2 separate regions of the Oryctolagus cuniculus genome follow, and region 1 is linked to region 2. The links are chromatin contacts, called in public Micro-C maps. All regions are on one chromosome and are shown on one strand. The core of a region is the stretch at or near the end of the contact, and the rest is flanking DNA. Distances in the headings are between cores, read along the strand shown. Region 1 overlaps RHCG (Rh family C glycoprotein). Region 2 has its middle 27 kb from the start of TRNAR-UCG.

Evidence for each region. A called contact is a pair of places that touch in the nucleus more often than the background predicts.
Region 1: a contact with region 2 is called in a Micro-C map of ear pinna, with 16 times the contacts expected there. The contact joins two enhancer-like sites. A contact is called at or near these places in 2 of 6 Hi-C or Micro-C datasets (ear pinna and an unstated tissue).

The regions. Positions count from the first base shown.
Region 1 is chr12:99,603,449-99,607,445 of mOryCun1.1, forward strand. It overlaps RHCG (Rh family C glycoprotein), which reads right to left. Exons shown (of 11, transcript NM_001082729.1): 11 at 3,070-3,423. Among named protein-coding and RNA genes, the nearest start is that of RHCG, 23 kb to the right of the region's middle. Within about 2 kb of position 2,558, at least 3 of the 8 cell types and tissues checked have an H3K27ac peak or open chromatin away from gene starts, as enhancers often do.
Region 2 is chr12:99,491,083-99,495,270 of mOryCun1.1, forward strand. No RefSeq gene overlaps it. Among named protein-coding and RNA genes, the nearest start is that of TRNAR-UCG, 27 kb to the left of the region's middle. Within about 2 kb of position 2,344, at least 1 of the 8 cell types and tissues checked has an H3K27ac peak or open chromatin away from gene starts, as enhancers often do.

The sequences.
Region 1 (3,997 bases), core at 1,308-3,807, 110 kb after region 2:
CCTGTGTGCGGGCTGGAAGGAGGAACAGAGCCCCGTGCCGAGGGGGTGGAGGGGTCGGAGCTGGGTTCAGATCTCTGTTCCTCACCCAGAGCTGTGTGGTCTTCAGCCACCTGGCTCCTCTGAACCTCAGTGTTCCTGTGTGTGCAATGGGCCACTTGGTGCCTGCCTCCCCTGGGTTGCTGTCAGTGAGCCACTGCATACAAAGGGTGGCCTGGTGACAGGTGCCTGCACGCGGGCGCAGAAACTGGGAAGAACCTTCTCTGGAGTCTGCGTGTCCCTGGGTGTTGCATGGTGCAACTCTGGCACTCTCCAGGTCCCCTGATGCCTGCCTCCAAACTGCTCAAGCCTCAGCCTGTGCCCCAAGGGGGCCAGTCCCGGGGACAGACAACTGTCCACTTGAGGGGACCTGGAGGCCGCCTCTTCTGCCCAGCTCTCTGGGGGTCCTCTTCATCTCAGCCAGCCTAAAAGGACATCCAGGACACCAAAAAAAAAAAGTTGGAATTTTCTGGAATTTTGGGGGGAAAACCCCACACTGGTGAAGGGAGGACTCTTGAGGCCTGGGTGCCCCATATCCCTGGGCCAGTCCCTGGGATGTTCCCAGGCAGGAGGCCTGTGGGTTCCCACATTACCACATGAATGGGCCACAGGCTAGCAAATTGAAGTAATTACGGAGAGACAGAGTGGGAAGAACGTGGCCCCCCCCCCCGCCCCCCAGTGGCGGCTCCCACTGGGAGCTTTGTGAGTGGTAGTGGGAGGGGGGTTGGGGGCCGGTTGCTCAGGCTGATTAGAAACCTCCTGGCCTTCTCGAGAGCCCTAAGTGATTGGTCCCGTTAATCTGATTACAATTTGCCGAGCCCCTCCAGCCGTTCTGAAGGGCTGTTCTCGAGCACCGGCCCGGTGCGTGAGCACACACTCGCACACACACACACATGCTCTCACAGCACCCACGTGGGCCTGCTGGAGGCGGCCGCCACTTCCTCACCATGCCTCACCCCTACAGAAACCTCCAACTTGTCCCAGCTGCTGCCCCAGGCCCCACTCTCCATGCCTCAGACACCCAGGGCCGACACAGCCAAACACACAGCAGGGTGGTCGCACACAGAGCGCCCCCATTCTTCTGGGGGTGGCTCGGGCGTGGCCGTAATCCTGGGGCTCCTTGGGCCACAGCTCCCAGGGGGATTAGGCCCAGCAGGTGGCCTGGACGCCACCAGGCAGAGGCTGCTCCCCGCTTGGGAACTCAGCTCAGCCCTCCTCCCGCCGTTTGCAGCGCCTAATCCCTGGGCTGAGCCTCAGTGGCTCCTTTTCCCATACTTGCTCCTGGCTGGAACCCGCCCAGCCTGGCCTTTCACCCCAAGTGCAGCACCCCTGGGTGGTAGCTCGGGCTCAGGGGCGCGTGGGCTCAAAGCTGGAGTCACCGCAAACACAGAGGCCCCGCAGGTTAGCCAGCCACCCCCTACCCTGGAGGTGAGGGTTGGGGACACATGACAGGGATGCAGAACATGTTGTGGGGGTCCCCCCTGCATGACTCCCCAGCCTGGCCGTATTCTCCAGTTAGGAAGCCCGCCCTTTCCTAAAACCATCTGCGGCCAGGAGCCGGGGGCAGGGAACATGGAATGAGCCTCACCATAGCACCATCCTTGGTAATGCCTGTGACCTTGAATGCCTTACTTAGCCTCTCTGGGTGTTTCCTCACCTGCAAAATGGGAAGGCTACAGCCTCTCGGTCCAGGCTGCGGGGAGAATGACTTGGGGCGGTCAGTGCCCACTGCGTGGCTGCTGTCACCATAATTGAGTTGGGAACAAGAGGGAGGCACCATAATTGAGTTGGGAACAAGAGGGAGGCCTGGGCACAGCCACCAAACACACAGGGCTGGAGGGGGCAATCTCTGGGTGGCGGCCACTCCAGGGTTTGCAAGGCAGTCCAAGTGCGAAGCCCCCCCCCGCCCCCCGCAGTTGCCAACAGCTGGAAGAGCTGACACAACGCGGGTCCCCCACGGAGGGGCTGGGCCGGACTCTGGGTGCAGCCCGGACACTGCCCGGAGGCGGGGCGACTGCGGGACCCCTGCCTCACCGCCCCCGCGGCGTCCACTCCAGGATCCGGGTCACGTGGTCTGGGAGGGCCCGGCCCTCCGCCCCCGACCCCCGCCCGGAGCCTCGAGACCTGGCCTTGGCGCGCGAACAGCGGCGGCCTTGGGGCGCCTCGCGCCGGGCGGGGTGGGATCGGCCGACATCAAAGCCGCCGCCCGCGCCCCGCCGCGCCCCTCCTCCTTTGTCACAATGTTTTTCAATCCGGCGGAGCAAACTGTCCAATTAGAGCTGCGGCCTCCGGCTTCCATCTCTGCCGACGTTTAATTAACAAGCTCCTCTTGGCAGCTGCTGACAAGTTCCAGAAACAGGTCGTAAAGGGTTTTTGTCTTTCCCCAGCATGGAAAATGAGGGGTGTTCCACCGCGGGGACATGAAAAGGTTGCATTTCGACGCCCCGCCCCCGCTGGGCGGGACTCGCGAGGGGCGGGGTGGGAGGGGGCGTGGCCTGAGGCGGCGGCCCCCGCCTCCCTAAGCGCCCCTGCTTCCCAGGAGCCTTTGCTCCGCCCAAGCTCCCGGTTCCGGGCCCGTTCTCGCTACGCCAGTCCTGCCCGCGGCGCCCGGGACCAGAAGGGCGCAAAGCTGACCCGCGCATCCCAGGTGGCCCCGCTTTGGGCAGCCAGCCGGGCACAGGCTGCCTCTCCGCCGGCCACACCTGCTAGGGTTGTGTGGGTTCTGCTTGTGTGGTTTGCCCCAAGACTGTGCGACCACTGAGGGCGGGGACCACGTGGGCAGGGCGAGGAAGGAGAGACAGGGCCGGAGGAGGGGACACGGGCCCGAAGGAACCCACCCCGCGGAGCGTGGCCGAGTGGAGGGCACAGCCGTGCTGGCAGCCATCTCAGGAGGGTCTGGGTGGTTCTGGAACAGTTACTGTGAGCTGAGGGATCCCAGCGGAGCCCCTGCGGGGGCGCCAGATTCAGCACCCTGGGAGGGTCAGGAGGCCAGGCCCCTGGGGTCATTTTCTCCCTGTTGGAGCATCACACGCATTTTACAACAGGGATGTTTATTCATGAGGCGGCCACCTCCAAGGCACTGAGCGGCATGGGGGGTGCCAGCCCAGGGAGTGGCGGCTGCTGGTTCAGTTGTCTCCGGCCAGGGTGCAGGTGCACACCAGGCCTGCTTTTCTCGGCAGTGTGGCCACCAAGGCCCCACTCGGGACTGCCCTGCCGCAGCCGCATCGTGGCTTGGATGCCCCCTTGGTTGGCTGCCGAGCCCTCCTTCCCCACCTGGGATCATACAGGGGGAAGAGGGGAGGCGCTCTGGGCCCCGTCAGCAGGCAGGGTGCTGCCCACTTGGTCTTGAGTCCCCCGCTAGGTCAGCGTAGCCTGGAACAGTCGAGCCTGCAAGGAGAAGCCGACAGCACCGGGTCACTGCCGGGGTCTGGCAGCCTTGGTGTTCCGTGGGCTCTCCTGGGTGGGAAGGGACTAGCCACAGCCTCGCTTTCCTCTCCCTAGAATCCCACGTCCTCTCCTGCCTTGGCACCCAGCCTCTTGCTCCCAACCCAGCTGTGGCCTTCAACGAGGTCAAATAACAATAAAAATGACAGTGACCTGCAGAGACCCCTCTCCCTCCACTTGCCAGCTGTGTGGCCTTGAAGAGCCGGAATCTCTCTTGGCCTTAATTTCTTGTCTATTTAAAAAGGGGGAAGGGCCAGCGCTGTGGTGTGTAAGTTAAGTCTCTGCCTGTGGTGCCAGCATCCCACATACCCACCGGTTCTATTCCTGGCTACTCCATTTCTACAAACTTTTTGAAGACTCCATATATGCATGGATTTCCAAATTTTTTGCATCAAAATAAACACCTTTTCATTTCATTTTTCAATGAGCTTTTAAGAGTTCCCACGTGGGGCTGCTGTGTGGCATAGTGGGTTAAGCCACTGCCTGCAATGCTGGCATCATCGGTTCGAGTCCTGAT
Region 2 (4,188 bases), core at 1,094-3,593:
GACGGAATCTGGGCCGGGAAGAAAGAGAGGAGGGAGGAATCCAGGCAGGCAACAGGGTTCCGCAGTGCCCCACGGGGCTAGCAGGTTGGGACAGAGTCGACAGAACAGACCTCGCTAAGCTGCGCCCAATCCTTGCAAACCGGGTGAAGGCCAGGTGCCACCTGCGCCTGGGGCGCAGCCTCTGGGACTCCAGCAGGGTGTCCAACGAGGGCGGCCGCCCGCAGGAGCGCAGGGGGACGGAAGGGGGCGGCCGCGCCGGGCGAGACGGCGCGTCAATGGGCCTCAGGGCCCGAGCGGCGGCCTAATGGATTCAGGCCTGCGCGGCAGAAGCGCACCCGCCGGCCTGCCCGCGCTCTCAAAAGCGGACAATGGAGTCCCGGGGTGACCCGAACAAAGAATTTGGAAGTAGTTAAACTGCAGAACACGTTCTGGGCCTGGGTGCCTCCTTTCAAAAGGAGCGCTGGGAGAAGAAAAGAAAGCACTGGGCGGTGAAGGGGGCGAGAAAATGCCCAGGGGAAAAGTTGGTAGGTCGCCCCGGTTGCCGCCAGCTACCAGACGCCAGGAATTCAATAGGAAGTGGGGGGAGGGGCGAGAGTGGCCCAAGTCTGGCAGACCGCGGGAAGGCTGGGGTTCCCGGCAGGGCAAGCCTTTGCCTGGGCAGGGACTCCCCGCCCCCAGCACGGAGCGGTCAAGCCGCCCGGGAGGTGGTCTGACCGGGGAGGCTGGGACAAGCCTTCCTTGCACTTTGATGGCTGGGATAGAGACCAGTGGGGGGGAAGCAGGGGTGGGGGACTGTCTGGGCCCTGCCCTGGTTTCCCACCAGAGATTCTGCGCACAGTCTCTCTCTGGGTCCCTGTGTCCAGCCCTCTCTCCATGTCACCCGGTCTCCTTAGCAGGACTCCCAGCAGATCTCCCCCTCAGAACTCTGTCAGAGTCCCCCCTTTTCCCCCAAGCAGTTGAGAAACCCCGGATATTCTGTATTCATAGCCTTTGCCCCTCCCCTCCCTTCTCCTTTCTCTCCTTGTACACCACAAACCATTAGATTCTTCTAATGATATTTTTTTTCTTTTAAAGTTAGACCTATAGGTGTAAAAATGGATACCAGTTATTTTTATCTCTTATATTTTTTCCACACTGGGCACCATCACAAAATGAGAAAAAGGAAAGATACTTAGAAAAGCAGAGTGATGTAGAAATAAGTTAGAAAAGAAGGAACTGGAGAGGCTGTGGAGAACCAACGAGTAAATAAAATGACAAAGTCAGCAGTCAGCCAAGGCGGCCGCCCTGGCTTTTGCAAACGGTGCCTCTGGAATCAGCGCTCTCTGGCCTGGCGGCTCTGTCCTGCGGCAGGCGTCCGGTTTGCAAGGGGTTAACAGCGTTGCTCGTGAACTTGGCCTGTCTGTCTGGCCCGTGATGGATGATGAGACCCGCTGACAAGTTCAGCCGAAGGACCTCCCCTGCTGCGGCGGTGGGAGAAACACACCCCGGGCGGAGGGGACCCGAGGCGAGCCGCCAGGGCGCGTTGGGAGGACGGTGGTCCGGCGGGGCAGGAGCGCCAGTCCGCCTGCCTCTCGGCTCCCGCCTCCCCCTGGCCTCCCGCCCCCTTTCCTGGAGCTTTCCGGTTTCATCCTGAAGCACCAAAGTTTCCCGGGCTGCGCGCTCTGTGCCCCGGAGCCCTTTGAAGGTTGCAGTGGGCCGCGCCGAGCAGTGGACAGCTGGAGTCGCAAGCTGGCCTGGGAGAGGCCGGATTCAGCATTTGGACAGCGGCTCTGGGGCGCCGTCGGCACCATGCGTTTGTAGGTGCACAGCCCTGCTGTGCGTGTGGAGTGGGGGGGGGGGCGTCTCTGGGTCTTGGAGAAGCAGGACCCAGCCTGGAGGGCATACCCAGCTCCGAACGGCACACGCTTTCCCGAGGTAATAGATCCCCTTGGAGCTCACATAGGGACCCCGGGACCGAACCCCTAACGTAGATACCTTCAGCCTGACAAACATTTAGGGGAGGGGGAAAAATAACTCCCTTTTGGCCCAGAGTGCAGATGCCCCTCGTCCCCTCCGGTCTCATTCTTCCCGAGGCAACCCGAGTTCCTTAGCCTGGAGCTGCCAGGGAGGCTTCCTACCCATTGCTCACCACCACCTCCGCGCTAGTTGGTCCGTGGCTCTGGGTGAGCCTGGCGGCCCGGGCAACGATGGGGGAAGGGGTGAGGGCGCCGCGATTCCCCGGGAAAGGCTGGGAGGCAAGCGGGGCAGCGCAGCAAGGGCCGGGGCGCGGGCGCGGGTGCCCCTCGCAGCCCGCCTCCGCCCCCTCCGTTCCGCACTGGTCGGGGTGAGGGGGGGCGGGGGGAGCCGCGCTGACGTCACTGCGGGCCGTGCCCGCCCGAGAAGGCGGCGCTGGGAGCCGCTCAGAGCCCCGAGAAGCAGCGCGCGGCCGGGAGCCCCCGCGCCTCCGCCGCCGCGCCTGCCTCCCGCAGCTCTCGGCCATGCGCCGCCGGGGCAGGGGCGCCTGCAGAGCGGCTGGAGCTGGGCCTGAGCCTGGGACGTGCCGAATCCAGGGCGGCAGAGCCGCTGTCCTTGCAGCCGCCCCACCCCCGCCGCTGCCTCGTGGGGCCCGGGCCCCTTTCCCGGTCTGTAAGTGCCACTGCCCGCTGTGTCTCAGCGAGGCTGGGGGAGCGGAGGGTGGGGGCTAGGGCGCGAGGGCGGTGGCCTTGGCTAGGGTAGCGTCCGGGAGCCCGGCTGGACTGGGAGGGGGGCTGGGGCAGCGCTACCTGGCTCCGGGCTTCCCTTGACTGCCGGGCAAGATGAGGAGGGGTGCGCTCTGGCTCAGATGGGAAGCAGGGCTCAGTTATCCCAGGCAAAGCATCAAGACCAAGGTCAAGGGTCGTGGGGCAGTGGGAAGCCCCTGTGGTGAGGACTTTGGGCGTGCAGGGAGGGGAAGAGCGGCGGGTGGGGGGGGGTGCAGTTGTGGCACTGCAGACGGGTCTGGCAGAGACGAAAAGAATGTTTCTCACATGAGGTTTCCAGAGCCCAGGGACTGTCCCCTCCCCAGCTTCTGCCGATTCCCCTCTTCCTTCTCCTCCCTTTCCCCCTCACACACAAACGACAATAACCAAGAAAGTGGCTTCCTAAACAATTGTTGTGAGAAAAATGCAACACATGGCACCCATGCCAGCCAAGACTGATGCTGTGTTCTCCCTCTGAAATGGGACGTTATGGGAAGTCCTCTCTGTTCTATTTCCCGCTCCAGCCCCTCAGCAGGCCTTCTCAATCTGCCGCCTCCCACACTGAACTGGGGGACAGTGCGGTGGCAACGGCAGCCGAGCCTGGTGACAGGCTTCTTTGGGAGGAGGCTAGGGGTGAATCTAGGGTGGCCTCAGGAGAGCAGGGAGGTGGCAGAAGCTGGGAGAGGCTGGGGGCACAGAACATGAGCAGTACACAAATCCAGAAATGCATACTCTAGCCTTTGTAGCTGGAGAGAGATGGAGGCAAGGGGCCTAAAGAGGAGCCCCTGTTTGCGCTCTCATCATAGGAGGAGGCGGATTCCTAAGCCATAAAAAAAAAGAGAGAAGAGGATGGAGTTTGGGGGGGGGGGTGTCTGGCTTTCAGTCAAGGGCCGAAGGCCAGAGGGTAGGCTACACGGGCACTGAGATGAGGGTGCCAGGAGCTTCCACGAGCAATACCGGCTGCCGGAGACCTGGCCGTGTGTGTGCGTGACTGTGGGTGTGGACGCTTCAGCCCACCCCACCCCCCAGGTGCACATGGAGCTGGCTCTAAGCTGGCCCAACACCTTCTCAGCTAGCAGCTCCTCCAGCCTCCAGACAATAGGAAGATCAGCTCAATCAAAGCTTGGTCCTAAGGAAAGTGCAAGGGAGAAAAAAGCGGCCATGGGGAAAGGCACCCTGGACTTAGCCAAGGCTGTAGCATGAGATGCTGTCTTCTGATTACGACCCAGAGAGGCTCAGGAAAGGAACATTGCTCCAGGCTCACTGGCAGTCTGGGTGGCTGCATCTGCCTGGATTGGAGCCTGGAGAGCTCCGTCAGCCTCACACTCCAACATTTGGGATCTGGGCAGGTTTGGTGCCAGGAGAATGGTGCCTGCAACAGGGCCTGTCAGAACTGCCCCGTTTCCTTCCACTTAACCCCTCACCTCGCTGTGTCCTGAGATGCACGTGGAAGCCACACCTCTCTGGGTTC